3 separate regions of the Mus musculus genome follow, and regions 1 and 3 are each linked to region 2. The links are chromatin contacts, called in public HiChIP or PLAC-seq and capture Hi-C maps. All regions are on one chromosome and are shown on one strand. The core of a region is the stretch at or near the end of the contact, and the rest is flanking DNA. Distances in the headings are between cores, read along the strand shown.

What was found. HiChIP or PLAC-seq counts read pairs in DNA pulled down with a chosen protein or histone mark. Capture Hi-C pulls out chosen DNA fragments and counts their contacts.
Region 1: an H3K27ac HiChIP or PLAC-seq map of embryonic stem cells shows a contact between it and region 2, with 9 times the contacts expected there. The contact joins the promoter of Npbwr1 here to the promoter of Rgs20 in region 2. A contact is called at or near these places in 12 of 39 promoter capture datasets (the 3T3-L1 cell line, 3T3-L1-derived adipocytes, the HPC-7 cell line and 8 more), 14 of 484 Hi-C or Micro-C datasets (Sertoli cells, cerebellum, cerebral cortex and 5 more), 11 of 115 datasets of contacts at active chromatin or transcription factors (astrocytes, embryonic forebrain, embryonic hindbrain and 4 more) and 1 of 9 other capture datasets (embryonic stem cells).
Region 3: a contact with region 2 is called in a capture Hi-C map of embryonic stem cells, with 4 times the contacts expected there. The contact joins the promoter of Oprk1 here to the promoter of Rgs20 in region 2. A contact is called at or near these places in 2 of 39 promoter capture datasets (cranial neural crest and liver), 1 of 115 datasets of contacts at active chromatin or transcription factors (embryonic stem cells) and 1 of 9 other capture datasets (embryonic stem cells).

Annotation. Positions count from the first base shown.
Region 1 is chr1:5,915,595-5,920,021 of GRCm38.p6, forward strand. Npbwr1 (neuropeptides B/W receptor 1) reads right to left here and starts at 1,804. Exons shown (of 1, transcript NM_010342.1): 1 at 1-1,804. The coding sequence starts at 1,699. The coding sequence ends at 710.
Region 2 is chr1:5,017,497-5,021,855 of GRCm38.p6, forward strand. Rgs20 (regulator of G-protein signaling 20) reads right to left here and starts at 2,043. Exons shown (of 5, transcript NM_021374.5): 1 at 1,815-2,043. The coding sequence starts at 1,883.
Region 3 is chr1:5,586,095-5,590,873 of GRCm38.p6, forward strand. Oprk1 (opioid receptor, kappa 1) reads left to right here and starts at 2,399. Exons shown (of 4, transcript NM_011011.2): 1 at 2,399-2,569; 2 at 2,941-3,211. The coding sequence starts at 2,955.

The DNA.
Region 1 (4,427 bases), core at 554-3,053, 900 kb after region 2:
CGGTAAAACGAAGAAAGGTGGGGCATACTGAGCAGGTGATTATCTCTATTCTTGTCAGTCACAGCTAGGTTCTAGCCCCCTTCACCACCACCACCACACCACCACACCACCATACCACCACACCACCACACCACCACACCACCACACCTCCACACCACCACACCTCCACTCTAACACACACACACACACACACACACACACACACACATCTCCAGTGAGGCGTGGCCAGGCAGTTAGAGTGTTCCTAAGAAGCATCAGGCCAGGCTGTTTACCAGGGAGGTCATCCGTGGTGGAAAGCAAAGAAACAAAATACACAGACTTAACGCTGAGGAAGAGATGCCTGGGACATCCTAGGAGCCTACTCACAGTGAAATAGAGAGAGAATTAAAATCACGTTCCAACAACACTGCCCCACCATTTACCCTACGTTCAGGTGTCAAGCCCTGCCCTCAGCTGTGGGGACAAAATAGTAAGGTGCCCTGGCCCAAGCTGTCCTCAGGCATGCTACACACCAGCCTCACCTCAAGGCCGGGCAAATCCCGGATCAGTCCTGGTTAGGGCCTGTGGTATCAGTCCTGGGTAGGGCCTGTGGTACTGAATGCCTGGAATGGGCCTCAGGATTTCGGGCTGCACTTGGGAACCACAGTCCCGGAATTCTCCTGAACCCAGCTGGCAGTGCTGCCTGCGGTGGAAAGAGGTGGAAAGGGCATCAGGCTGAACGGCATGACACCAATTGCCGGAGGCTTCTGCGGAAGCTGTCGTCCAGGAAGGCATAGAGGAAAGGGTTGAGGCAGCTGTTAGCATAGCTCAGGCTGGTGATGAAGTAAGAGATGCCGATGACCAGCGGCGTTTGCGGGAGGTCGGTGGTGAGGGCCACTATGGTACTCAGGTGATAAGGCGTCCAGCAGAGGAGGCACACAGCCAGAATCGCCGCCACCAACAAGGTCACGCGCTTCTTGGCACGATCCAGGGCCTTGGCGTGGCTATCTAGCTGGATAGCACGCAGTCGGCAGAGCAGAGTGGTATAGAGAGCACAGATGGTGGTCACCGGGATGGCAAAGCCCAATACTAGTGTGTAGAGACGGCTGGCACGCCACCAGAAGGCCTCGGGCTGCGGGAAGACCAGCACGCACTGGCGCCGACCCTGCTCCTCGTCCAGCCGAGCGAATACCGCAAAGGGCAGCACGACCAGCGTCACCAGCGCCCACACCGCCAGACTGACAGCACGCGCTGCACCGTAAGTGCGCCCGGACACCCGGCGCGACTCTGCTGTGGCCAGAACCACCAGGTATCGGTCGGCGCTCATGACGGCGAGGAAGTAGAGGCTAGAGAAAGTGTTGTACTGGTCGACGGCTACAATGAGCTTGCACATGACCTCCCCGAAGGGCCAGCGCCTCAGCAGGAAGTCCGCGATGTTGATGGGCAGCACGAGGGTGAAGAGCTCATCGGCGATAGCCAGGTTGAGGATGAACACGTTGGTGACAGTCTTCATGCGCGGCGTGCGCAGCAGTACGTACAGCACCGCAGAGTTGCCAGCCAGTCCCACGGCGCAAATTACCCCGTAGACGACAGGCACTGCTACCGCCAGTGGCTGCGGCAGCGGCAGAGGAGCCAGGCTGGACCCGTTGGGACAGCCCAAAGATGAGCCGCCGCAAGACACGTTGTCCCCTCCAGACTCGAAAAGCGTTAAGTTATGCATCTTGGAGAGGGCTGGAGAGCAGGCGACCACCAGGATTCCACTCAGCAGCCCCGCGAAACTCGAGGTTTATGCGCCCACGTTTACAGGGATCTGCACCCAGGCACTGCCTGAGTGTCACAGCTTTTCTCTGGATGCGCACCGGAGGGGGCGTTCCCCGCTGCTACTAAGCTCGCTGACGCCGGGACTCCAAGGCTGGAGACAGAATTGAAAACACAGCTTACATTTCTGGAGGTATAGCTTTAAGGAGAAATGAGGTCCATAGAAAGTAGCTACAGTGTCCCAAGCTCTTCTCTCCACCTGTGGAAATCAGATTCCAGTCCACTGAATACATCAAAGTGCTATGCAGAAGCCACTTGACTCCTAGGAAACCGTAAATGCACCCAATCCCCTGTTTTAGAGCTTAAGGAATTCACACTGAGGTCACACCGGCGAATTCAGCAGAGGTGTGTTTCCGAGCACGCTAGATAATAGGACTTGCAACAGCAATCTTTATCTTACCTGGCGAGTCCCAGCAAAGATCTGAGTTTCCTGGGGAGGTCAGGGAGGAACCCACTGTCTGCTGGAGGACGCTGCAGCAGCAATGAGATGCCTGCCAGCCTAGTCTGTCTCCTGTTGTCTGCCCAGAGACTACTGCTGGACTCTCCAGGAGTTCTCCCAAGAACCTGAAGTACAGGAAGCGCGGCTCAGTCAACCTGTCACCCTTTCCCACTCCACTCCTAGAAAAATCCTCTGATCTAACAGAAAACAGCGCCCCCTTCCTCAAAAGACTTCTTTGCTGCCTTCCTGCTGTTTTAATTCAGTTCATCTGGAATTATAAAAAGCTCACCTGTCAGAAACTAAAACTAAGAATGACAAAGTTAAAAAAAATAATATCCTGTTTTTGAAGAACAGTTGGAGATGAGGTTCCCATAACATGTTTTATTTCTTTATTATATGTATCATTATTTAAATCAATGTTAAAATTAAATTTATTTTGATCGTAGTCTTCCCCTACCCCAAGTCGTCTAGATCCTCTCTCTACCCACCCAACTTTAAGCTCTTTCTCAAAACAAACAAGAACAAAACCAAACACAACAAAAACTCCCAAATCCAAGAAAATAAAATAAAGAAACACCTAAACAGAGAGAGAAAAAAACCCACTAAACTGTAATCAAATAAAACCATAAACATACAAAAGCAAAACTGTGGAGATCATTAAATGTTGATCAACTATTCTTGAACATGAGTCCTGCCCTGGAAGAGTTGATAAATCCAATATCACTGTATTGGAGAAAACTAATTCCCCCTTTTACAGCAGGTATAATTGACAATTTAGTTGTTAACCCTTCCTCTAGTGACTGGGTTTTCATTAGTGCATTCATATTCATTTTAGAAAATATAACAAAACAAAATATAAAGCAAAAACTGTCACATTAAAGTTGGACAGGATGAATCAATAGAAGGAAACAAATCCAAGAGAAGGATTTAGAGACTCTCTCATTTGCACACCCAGAAATCGCACAAAAACACTAATCTAGAAGCTAGAATATATTTGATGAGGACATGGTACAAACCTGCACAGTCTGTGTGCATATAACTAAGGTATATAAAGACTCCTTCTGCCTGTTTTCCTGAGTTCTGAATGGAGGAGGCATCCCACTTAGACCTAAGTGCTCCCTCACCCTCTCTCTTTCTCTCTTTCTCTCCCTCTCCCTCATTCCCCCTCCCTCCCTGTAGCAGGAGCAAAATTCTATATAGCAGATTATCATTGAGTCATTTTTATTGCTACATATTTCAGACAAGTATTATTTGGTTTTACCTCACGCCCCTGAACTATCTAGTGTCTGATTCTTGGTCAACCAAGCAGGGTTAGGTATGGGTTGCATCTCTTAGAATGGGCCTTAAGTAAATCAGTTATTAGTTTATTACCACCACAACCTTTGTGCCACTGTTGCCCTAGCATTGCTCACAAACATTACACCATTGTAGATCAAAGGTTTTGTGGTTTGACCTTTATATTTCTCTTTTGGTAGCATTCAGAGTACCTTCTTGTACCAAAGACACTAGAACACAGATGTGGATGCTTTATTTAGGCACCTCATGACATCTCCATGTTCAAGGAGTTATGTAGTGTTGCCCTCAGCAATGGGACCTTGCTCTTGGTTTATGAAGAGCAATCCATAGTCTTGGCAATAGCCTAGGTTGTTTGGGAATTTCCATGTGACACCTTTGGCCAAAATCTCAATTAGATGTAATCCAATCCTGGTACTAGAAGTTTTGTTTCATGACAAGAGATGGCCAATTGGAACTCTCTCTTCCCCAGTATTTGCTTATTTTGTTTAGATTGTCTTCATATATATATATGTATTTTAGGAAATTTCTATTGTATTAGGTTTCTATACAAATGCTCCTTAATTTTAATCTCCTCTTACTGTATTCCCTCCCACAACCACTTATGCCCTTCCTTGATCCTCTCATTCTACCACCCCTATCCATCTAAAATTATCTATTCTACTTCCCTTCCCTAAAGAGATATATCTGCTCCCTCCACCTCCTTCCTCTATGCCTATCCACTAGGATTCTGCTGATTGTACCTTGGTTATCATTGACTTATATGCTAATATAATAATGAATACATACCATATTTATCTTTCTGGTTCTGGGTTTCCTCACTCGGGATGATGATGATTTTTTTTCTGTGTTCTTATTTTTTAAATTTTATTTATTGATATATATATGTAAGTGCACT
Region 2 (4,359 bases), core at 793-3,292:
TTTTGAGAAAGAATGACAATATGTAGCTCACTTGATCTCAAGTTCTATATTTTCCTTCCCTAGCCTTGGGAGAGCTGGGGCTAGTGATGCATCCATACTTATATGTTCATAATGTCTTTAGATTTTGAACTCCACTAGGCCCATGTTGCATCAATATAATAACAGTAGGAACAGATTTTTTATTTACAAATTTTATATCTATGCATGAGTGCCTGCATATATGTGGGAACACTACAAGTATGCCAAGTGCCTGCTGAAGCAAGAAGAGGAGACTGGATCCCCTAGAACTAAGGCTACAGGTTGTTGAGAGTACATTCGTTTAACCCATGAGCCGTCTGTCTGTTCAACGATTTGACTAGTTTTTACATAGCACGAGCCCAGAAATTGTGCTGTATTAACCTGCAGTGGCGAGTGGGCGCCAAGGCCATTCAGCCAGCTATCTGGCTGTGAAGTCTTGGAAACCCACAAGAGGGTGGCCTAGAACACAGTCTCTGGAGAGGATTTCCTTTCCAGCACTCTCAGGACAGAAACCCTCCTGCACCACCACTTTCTTCACGCTGTGGCTCTGTTCTCCACCTGAGGGCGCAGAGGCAGCAGTTGCTATGGCCAGAACCCCCTTGCCCGCTTTAGCCCCACGTCCATCAGCAGTTGTGTGAGTGTGGCTAGCTAGCTCTTCTTGCCCAGGTTTTGCTTGCTGCTTATGGACTCGAGGAAGATCCTGACCCAGCCCAGCCCCAGAGAGCCCACCTCTCCCGCGCTCCACCTTCACACCTTCAGACCTGCGCGGTCGCAGCGCCTGTACCCTCCCCAACGCCCACCTTCGGTCGCCCACTCCCTAAGTGTGGAAATCCTTCAGCGCATTGAAACGTCTCCCCAAACACCCACCCCACCCCCGCGTGTGCCGCTTCCGAGGCCTCTCCCTTACCCACTCCCCTGAAGCAGTAGGTGGGGTTAGCCACAGATCTCCGAAAGAGCACACCCTTGTCCCAGGGAGCTGTCTCCCTTTAGGCTCCTTGCCAGCCCAGTTTCCCCAAGTCTGAGGGCACCATCATACAAAGACCCGACTCCCCATCGCTCACCTCCGCGCAGCCTCTCTGCTTCCTACCCGAACCTTCAGTCGCTGCAGCCTCGGCACGTCCTCGGGTTCCAACCTCCCGAGCCCCCCGAGTGTGGGAAATCTAGCTCCCAGGCCCGATAAGGACAATCCCCACCCTCTCTCCCTTAAGTGACTGTTCGGTCTACTCAGTTGTCTGGTGTTGCTGCCCGCAGCGCTCCGGGCGCGGTCTGAGCGCCTACTTGAAGCTCAGCTCCGCCAGCCGGCCTGTGATGCGCTTCTCTGAAAGGGAGGTAGTGCGTTCCGGGAGTGTCACCTCCTCAACCTGCGCTCAAATTGCCCGCCCCGGGTCCTCAGACCGAGGCGCATCCTTCCCCCAACTGAGAGAGAGCCGAGACTCTTCCACTCGCTTGGGCTCTCCCAAATGCTTGGCATGTCTGATGTGCACTTTAGACCTTAATGGCATTTTTCGTCCCTCGCTGAGTCTCAGAGTCCGGACCACCTGCTTGGTGGGTCTGATAATAACCGATCACAATGGTTCGGAGCCTTCCCTCAGACAATGAGATGTTCCGAACTCACAACCCACTCGCCTCAACTGACTAACCCTAAGGGCGATGACCAGCCAGGGATTGCACCACCGGGCAAGGAGAGACTGGCGTCCCAGGTTCCTCGAGCTCCTTCTACTGCCAGGTCCAGGGCTTCGGGGGGGGGGGGGGGCAGGGAGTCAGAGAGGAAGACGAGGAGGACGCCAGGTACTTACCAGGCCAGGGTCCGCTGGGCTAGCCGAAGGGGAAGCTCTGGCCCTCGGGCCTCCGTTGGCCGTGCGCATGCGTCCAGAGTGTGCCTTAGTTTTCTTACACTAGTCAGAGCGGTTCCTACTCCGCCCGCGCTGGCTCTCTGCCACCCGCCCTTTCCTGCGTTTCTGGGTCTAAGCTCCGGAGCTCTTCTCTCTTCCTCCTCCTTTCCCTTCTCTGACTCCTCTCCGCCCCGGCGCTCGCTCGCTTTCCTGGGGCAGGGCAATCCCCTGGCTCGCCTCCTTCTGGCGGCAGCACGCAGCACTCGGAGGCTGGGGGTACTCCCTAGTCCCAAATCGGGCGAGCGGAGCCCCGGTCCTGGCTCCTCTCTTATAATCGCAACGAAATAATGGGTGCGGCGGGAGCGAGCTTTGAGGGTGCCTGTAAGGCCCTTTCTCTTTATCCCCTGGCCTTAGCTTGCGGGGGACGCCGTGGGGTGGGGGCGATCCAGAGTTTGTGAATGAGTACTGGGGCCTTGTGAATGAAGAGATGCTTGGGGGTACGGGGAAAGGTCGCGAGAGGAGCTGGTGCTTTGTACCCCGGGTCTCGCGCCTGTGAACTGCCCGCCCCTGCTGGACAATCCCCACTGAACCCTTTGACCTCAGCGCCACTAACATCCGCCCCCAACTCTCTTTGTATAGCCTTTCTAAGAGATCTGTTCTCCCACTCTAAACAGTGGTCCTACTCAGTTCCGGCCAGCCAGCCAGAGTCGGATGGCCCCACCTGGCGATTGGGATGGCAGGGTGGAGTGTATGTAAGAAAGCCTAAGCCGGGACTCCGGTCTCTCTCAGTCCCTCGGCAGTCTCCCTTTCTTTTGCGACTCAGGCGGTGGGAGGGGAAGCCCCGGGCATTTGCAGAACCTGGCGCCTACCTCTGAGGATGCCCCTCGCCCGGGTCGCCGCAGCTAGCGAAGTAACCCTTGAAGTGAACCCCTGGGGCAGTGCGCCTGAGCTCGGAGGGCTAAACTCAAGCAGCAAAGTGACCTGACACAAAAATAACATCACGTCATTTCCTCCCTCTTCCTGGGAAGAGGAGTGGGGGCATGAACGCGGCTGCGAGCGGTTACAAAGTGCGGGGATGCTTGGGGAGGCTCGAGGGGAAGCTGCAACTACAGTTGGAAAAGATCTTCGGAGGCGTCAGAGGGCTTCCTCTTGCTTCCTAGGATGGTAGAAACAGAACAGATCGCTTGGGAGAAAGTAGCTCTAATGCCTCGGTGGAGGTGGGAGTGTCCGGGAGCCTCAGGTGCCCTTTCCTCCAGTGTGCCCAGCGCTGTGCCAATCTTTCAGTATCCAGGCCAGCCCGGGTGGGCTGGGTCAATCAGGATTAGAGCGAGTGGGAAAGGCTGGGGCCTCCAGAAGCCGAGGGTGGGTTTAGTGGAGTTCCCAGTACTCACGGACTCGGGTGAACTCTTTTCAGTACAGGCGTCCTCTCCTCTGGGCTCCGAATTCGGACTTGCCAGCTTCAGTAGACGACCCCTCGGACGTCGTCCTGGCAGTGCCATTGAGGCCACAAGTAGGAACAGGAGGCGGTGGGGCTCTGGAGAGAGCCAGGCAGTAGGCCAGGAGCTTGGCTGAGAGGGAAAGTCCCTGCGCCCAGGCAAGCCACGGGAGGGGGTCGCCGCAGAAGACACAAGAACAGCTGGAGAGCAGGCTAGAAAGGTGGCGAAATGAGTCGACCCGGTGGAGTCTGGGAGCTGTGCAGGGCGGAAGGCGGGAAGGGTGTGTAAGAAAGGCGAGAAACAAAACCAGCACATCAGTACGATCTTGTCCACAGTCACCTATTTGCGACCTTGTGGAAGCATTTTGAGAATTGCTTTGGGGATACAAGAGAAGGTCAGTGGAAGTAAAAAGAGAAAGCACTAGCTTAGTTTCTTCCCTCATTTAAACTACGTTGCCTAACGCTGTGGTCTCTGAACCAGCTGCTGTTGCCAATATTCAGTATCCAGCTGCTCCATAAGAATGCAAAATTTATGTCCCTTTCCTAGCCTAGTTCATCAAAACCTGCACATTTACACCCCATATAATCTGTATGCACATTAAACGTGGTGGGCACCAGTCATCTATTCAATTTTTCATTTTTTTCCCTCTTCCCTTCCCTCATCAGAATTCTCCTTACCCTGTCCTCCAATAGACCACTGAGGTCGGAATAGTTACCAGGTCCCACTGGGGTAGCTGTTAAGTGAGACTTGGGTAGTTCTTAGGCAGCTGGCCAGCCAGAAAGAATCCAGACCCACCTTACACTGGGAGCCGGGTAGGAAGTAGCCAACTTCACCTCAGCATAGTGGGGGAGTTTGTTCGGTTTTGTAAGCCTTCAGGCGTCTTTTCTGAACTCCATATGTACCTCTTATTTTCAGAGTTCTGCTTCCTGAAATGTATTCCTAGGAGACTTATGTATGAAAGAGGATAAAAGTAAACATGCTCTTTTTTTTTTCTTGGAAAGTTAAAAAGATGACATTCTTGGGCATGTTTAGTGTAGTAGTCAGGAGCACAGGGTCCTAGAAACAGCCTTCCC
Region 3 (4,779 bases), core at 1,149-3,648, 570 kb after region 2:
TCCCAGTCCTTTCCTGCCACCCCCTTCTCTTCCTGATCCAGTCTTCTTCTTTCCTTTCAGAAAATGGTAGGCCTTCCAGGGATATCAACCATGCATGGCATAGAAAGTAACTAAAAGACTAGACATATAACCTAATATCAAGGCTGGATGTGGTAGCCCAGTAGGAGAAAAAGGACTCCCAAAGCAGACAAAAGAGTCAAAGATAGCCATGGTCCCACTGTTAGGAGTCCCTTAAAAACATCAAGATATACAACCATAACATATGTGCAGAGGTCCGATCTAAGACCCATACAGGCTCCGAGATTATTGCTTCAGTCTCTGTGGGTCCCTATGAGCCCAGTTAGTTGATCCAGTAGGCTTTGTTCTTATGGTATTCTTGAACCCTCTGGCTCCTACTATCCTTCCTCCCCTTCCCATAGGTTCCCTAAACTCTGCCTAAAATTTGGATGAAGCCTCTCTGATGATGATTATGTTAGGCTCCTGTCTATAGCAGAATATCATTAGGAATAATTTCTTTCACTTTTTTTTTGTCAGTTATGTTTTGCTCTATCTTGTGTCTCTGGCCTATCCAGCCTCTAGTTCCTGGCCCTCCAGGCAGTGTCAAGTGTGGACTCCCTCTGTGGCATGGGTCTCAAGATGGACTAGTCATTTATTGGCTACTCCCACAATTTCTATGTGACCTTCACCATACCCCATCTTGTATGCAGGACAAACTGTATGTTTTTGGCTGAGTTGGTGTTCAGTCCTTCCATTGGAAGTCTTACCTGATTACAGAAGATGGCTGGTTTAGGCTTTGTATTCCTCATTACTCATAGTCCTCATTAGGGTCACCCTAGTAGATTTCAGGGAGTTTCCATTGCATTAAGTTTTTACATTGCCCCAAAATGTCTCACAATTCCAGTCATCTTTCCAGAACTTTCTCCCTCCATTCCTCCCTCCACCATACCTGATCCCATCTGTTCCCATCCAACCTTCACCCAGTACACCCTCAAAATCTATTCTATTTTCTCTTTCCAGGAAGATCCATGCATCCTTTCGTAAGTCCTTCTTATCATTTAGCCTCCTTGGATGTGTGGATTGTAGCATGATTATCCTTTATGGCTAATATCCAATAATAAATGCATACATACCATGTTGTTCCTTCTGGGTCCCTACAGGCCATTTATAAAGAAGCACTTTCTGAGTTGAGATCCTTTCTTCCAAGATATGACTATGTTTGTGTCATATTGACAAAAACCAACCACACTCTTTGCAATGAAAATTTGCAAGACTTGAAAATGGTCCTCAGAGCTGGGAGTTGAAAACACTGTTGCCAAAGGAGAATGTTCGTCTTGCTTTATATGCAGCAGAGTAAAAAAAATTGTACATCTGTAAACTGTGCAGGCAGATGGCCAAATCTCCTTCAGTTAGTAAGCAGCAGAAGTTCAAGGAGCCCCCCTCCTATCATCATCGCATGAATAGACTTGAGTCTGCCACTAAAATGCCCACCTGTGGACATGATGTACATTATGGGAAACAATGGGGATCTGGTTTATCTAAGTCCTTGAAACTCCTGGGAAAATTCGAGTGTCTCACCCTTGGGTGGTTCCAGTTCCACAGCACTTCTTTTTCTTTTGGAATATTTCTTAGGGACCCAGCTCTGGATCCCCAAGAGCATCTTTCTCTTAGGGCCTCTTTTACCCAACAGATTCTGACAGGGACACCTGGACTGTCAATATTTTACACATAGTTGAGACTGTTTCTCACAAAGGTTTGAATTATCTGCATTTGGTATAGGCAAGAACTTCATGGCTGAGATTAACATAAATAATTACTCTCCTGCTGCAACAGCAGAGCCTAGGAAAGGAGAATGTGTGCAGTAATAGCAGGCAATAATATTAGTACCTGTAAGTACAGTGTTCTTGCAACCTGCCATTCTAGACAGAGCAGAAAGGGTGACAAGATGCACAGTAGCTTTCCATTAATAGATCTTAACCCACTAATTCTATATGATCTGTTTGATTCTGACAAGATTATTTGGCCATTTTATTTGTATCCTTCAATAAATAAAATTCAGTGCTACCACTTGCTTCCTTGCTTAAAGACACTAGTCCTGGGAACTCTGAAGAAAAGAAATTCCAAACACACGGAATGATCCCATGCACTCTTGTCACTGTACAGGGCCCTTTCAGTTACTGGACCTTAGCTAAGCATCAGACCGCCCGCCAGGAAGCTGCAGAGAGAGAAGCGGCAAGCAGCTTGGGCAGTTGGAGTTAGTGAGCCTTGGCAGAGCGGCAGACTGGCCTGGGTCAGCTCTGAGGGGGCGTGGCTTGGAGAGGAGGGGATGGGCGGGGATAGGCTGAGATGGGGAGCAGGGCGGGGGCAACCAGCCCTGCAGCTCTCAGCTTGCCTGTCCCCGGCGCACCTTGCTGATCCCAAACAGGCAGAGCTTCTTCCAGTCTTGGAAGGCACAAATTGAGCATCAGGAACGTGGACCCATCAGGGCTGAACAGCTACTCAGGATCTAAAGTGGTGACTTGGAAAGCTGACGGTGACTTGGGAAGGGAGGTCGCCAATCAGCGATCTGGAGGTGAGCTTGGGGCTTTCGAGGCACAGTGGGGAAATTGCTGTGGCTAGTGCTTCTTGGGGTTGCATGCACAGACAGGCAGGGTAGAGGCAGCCACAGGAGTGGACAGCACAACGCCCGAGGGTGAAGCAACCTCAGGGCTCCAAAAAGGTGCAAATACTCTCAGTTTAATAGCTGCAGTGGAGGTAGGGGTAGGGGGTGGGAAGGGGATTTCAACCTGTCTGCTCCTTCCTTGGGATGGGCGGCCAGACTGAGTCCTGGGGTTGCGGGCTCCTGCGCCTCCAGCCCTGCCTGTACAGGCAAAGTTTGTCTCTCTGGGTTCAATCTGTTCTCTGCTCCTGCAGCCCCGCAAGTGCCACCTTCTCGCTTTCCAGCTGCAGCGCTCACCATGGAGTCCCCCATTCAGATCTTCCGAGGAGATCCAGGCCCTACCTGCTCTCCCAGTGCTTGCCTTCTCCCCAACAGCAGCTCTTGGTTCCCCAACTGGGCAGAATCCGACAGTAATGGCAGTGTGGGCTCAGAGGATCAGCAGCTGGAGTCCGCGCACATCTCTCCGGCCATCCCTGTTATCATCACCGCTGTCTACTCTGTGGTATTTGTGGTGGGCTTAGTGGGCAATTCTCTGGTCATGTTTGTCATCATCCGGTGAGTTCAGGGACAGGTCTCGGTGGTGGTGGTGGTGGTGGTGGTGGTGGTGTGTTGACAGTAGACAATTTGTGTGTGTGTGTGTGTGTGTGTGTATACCAGACAGCCAAGTGAGTGCAGGGTCTCTTCTATTCAGGGTTCCTGAGAGATTCTCCAAGGTGACATCTTAAAAGAATTTCCTGGGAGAGTGTTTTGTCAGGAATTGTGGGTTTCATACAGGGCTAATCCAAGGTACTTTTAGGATTTAAGAGCTACCTGCCCACATCAAAAGGGAGGCTACAAACCTCAGCTAAGAGAACACGCAAGAAAATGCCAGGGTTCTGATCACAAGGTCGTTTCCTGGTAAAGAAATTAGAATATCTGTGTAAGCCCTTGCTTGTTTGCCTGCTCTGGATTGAGTCACTTTATTGCCCTGTCTAATATTTCTTTAAATAAATTCTGGGCCCACCAAATGCATGGGAGATAATTCAGATTTGTGTGTGTGTGTGTGTGTGTGTGTGTGTGTGTGTGTGTGTGTGTGTGTGTGTGTGACTTGTTAGACTGATGGTGCAGCTTATGAAACGAAAACCAACTAGGCTATTTAGTGTTGTGAATATCCACTAGCATGACTTTGAAGTGCCCAGGATTAAGCTCAATGAGTATGCTAAGCAAGCACTCAAACTAGATGGTGTGGCTGTCTCAGAAGGCATGTGGTACCCCAACTGGACATTCTGCAATAACATTGCTCCTTCCATGTCAAATCTTTCATCCCCTCCTCAAAGTCCCCATAATCTCTGCACTAGATGTTCTGTCCTTGTCTTTCAAAGTCTCATAGGTATCAATTTAGCATCTTTTTATATATTACAAATCATTGCAGAAGAGCATAAAGAAGGCTGGGGCTGCTGCAACTTTATGCTGGGCTTTGAATGAAGCAATATGGTCTCACCTTTCTGCATCCTGTCTTGGAATAATATTAACATTTCCTTTTACTCAAGCATAGCAAAAGCAACCTCAGAAATTAAAAGCCTATCGTTCTCTCTCCATGTATTTTGTACATGTTTGAGAATGTCTTAAAAGAGAGTTAGTTTCATGGTAGCTGCTTATGCGGATTAACTAAGATTATTTTCTTTCAGTGGAGTATGTGATCCCAATGAAGTGTGAAGTCTGCACAGCCATTTTAGGACATAAACTAAAATCGATAGAAATATAAAGAGGTTGGTGGATAGGATATCAGTCAACTAGCTGGGTGGTGGTATAATAGGATTGTAATCCCAGCTAGTTCGCAGATGGAAGCAGAAGAAATGTGAGCCTGTTTAGACAACTTAGTGAACGCAAAATAAATTTCAAAATAAAAGCTAAAAGCACAGAGCTGGAGGAAATGCCTCAGTGTTTGAACACTTACTGAGCACACATGGGGCTCTAGCATCATAGAAAAGGAAAACAAAACTGTGCTCTTTATATTTGAACAGATCACAGACAAAGCCTTCACAGTTGTTTCTCTGCTCCCTTGATTTTACATACTTTCCTGGCATCTATCTCAGAGCTAGTTTGAGGAGTTTGTTTCTTACTGGGAGGAAGAATTTTTCTAT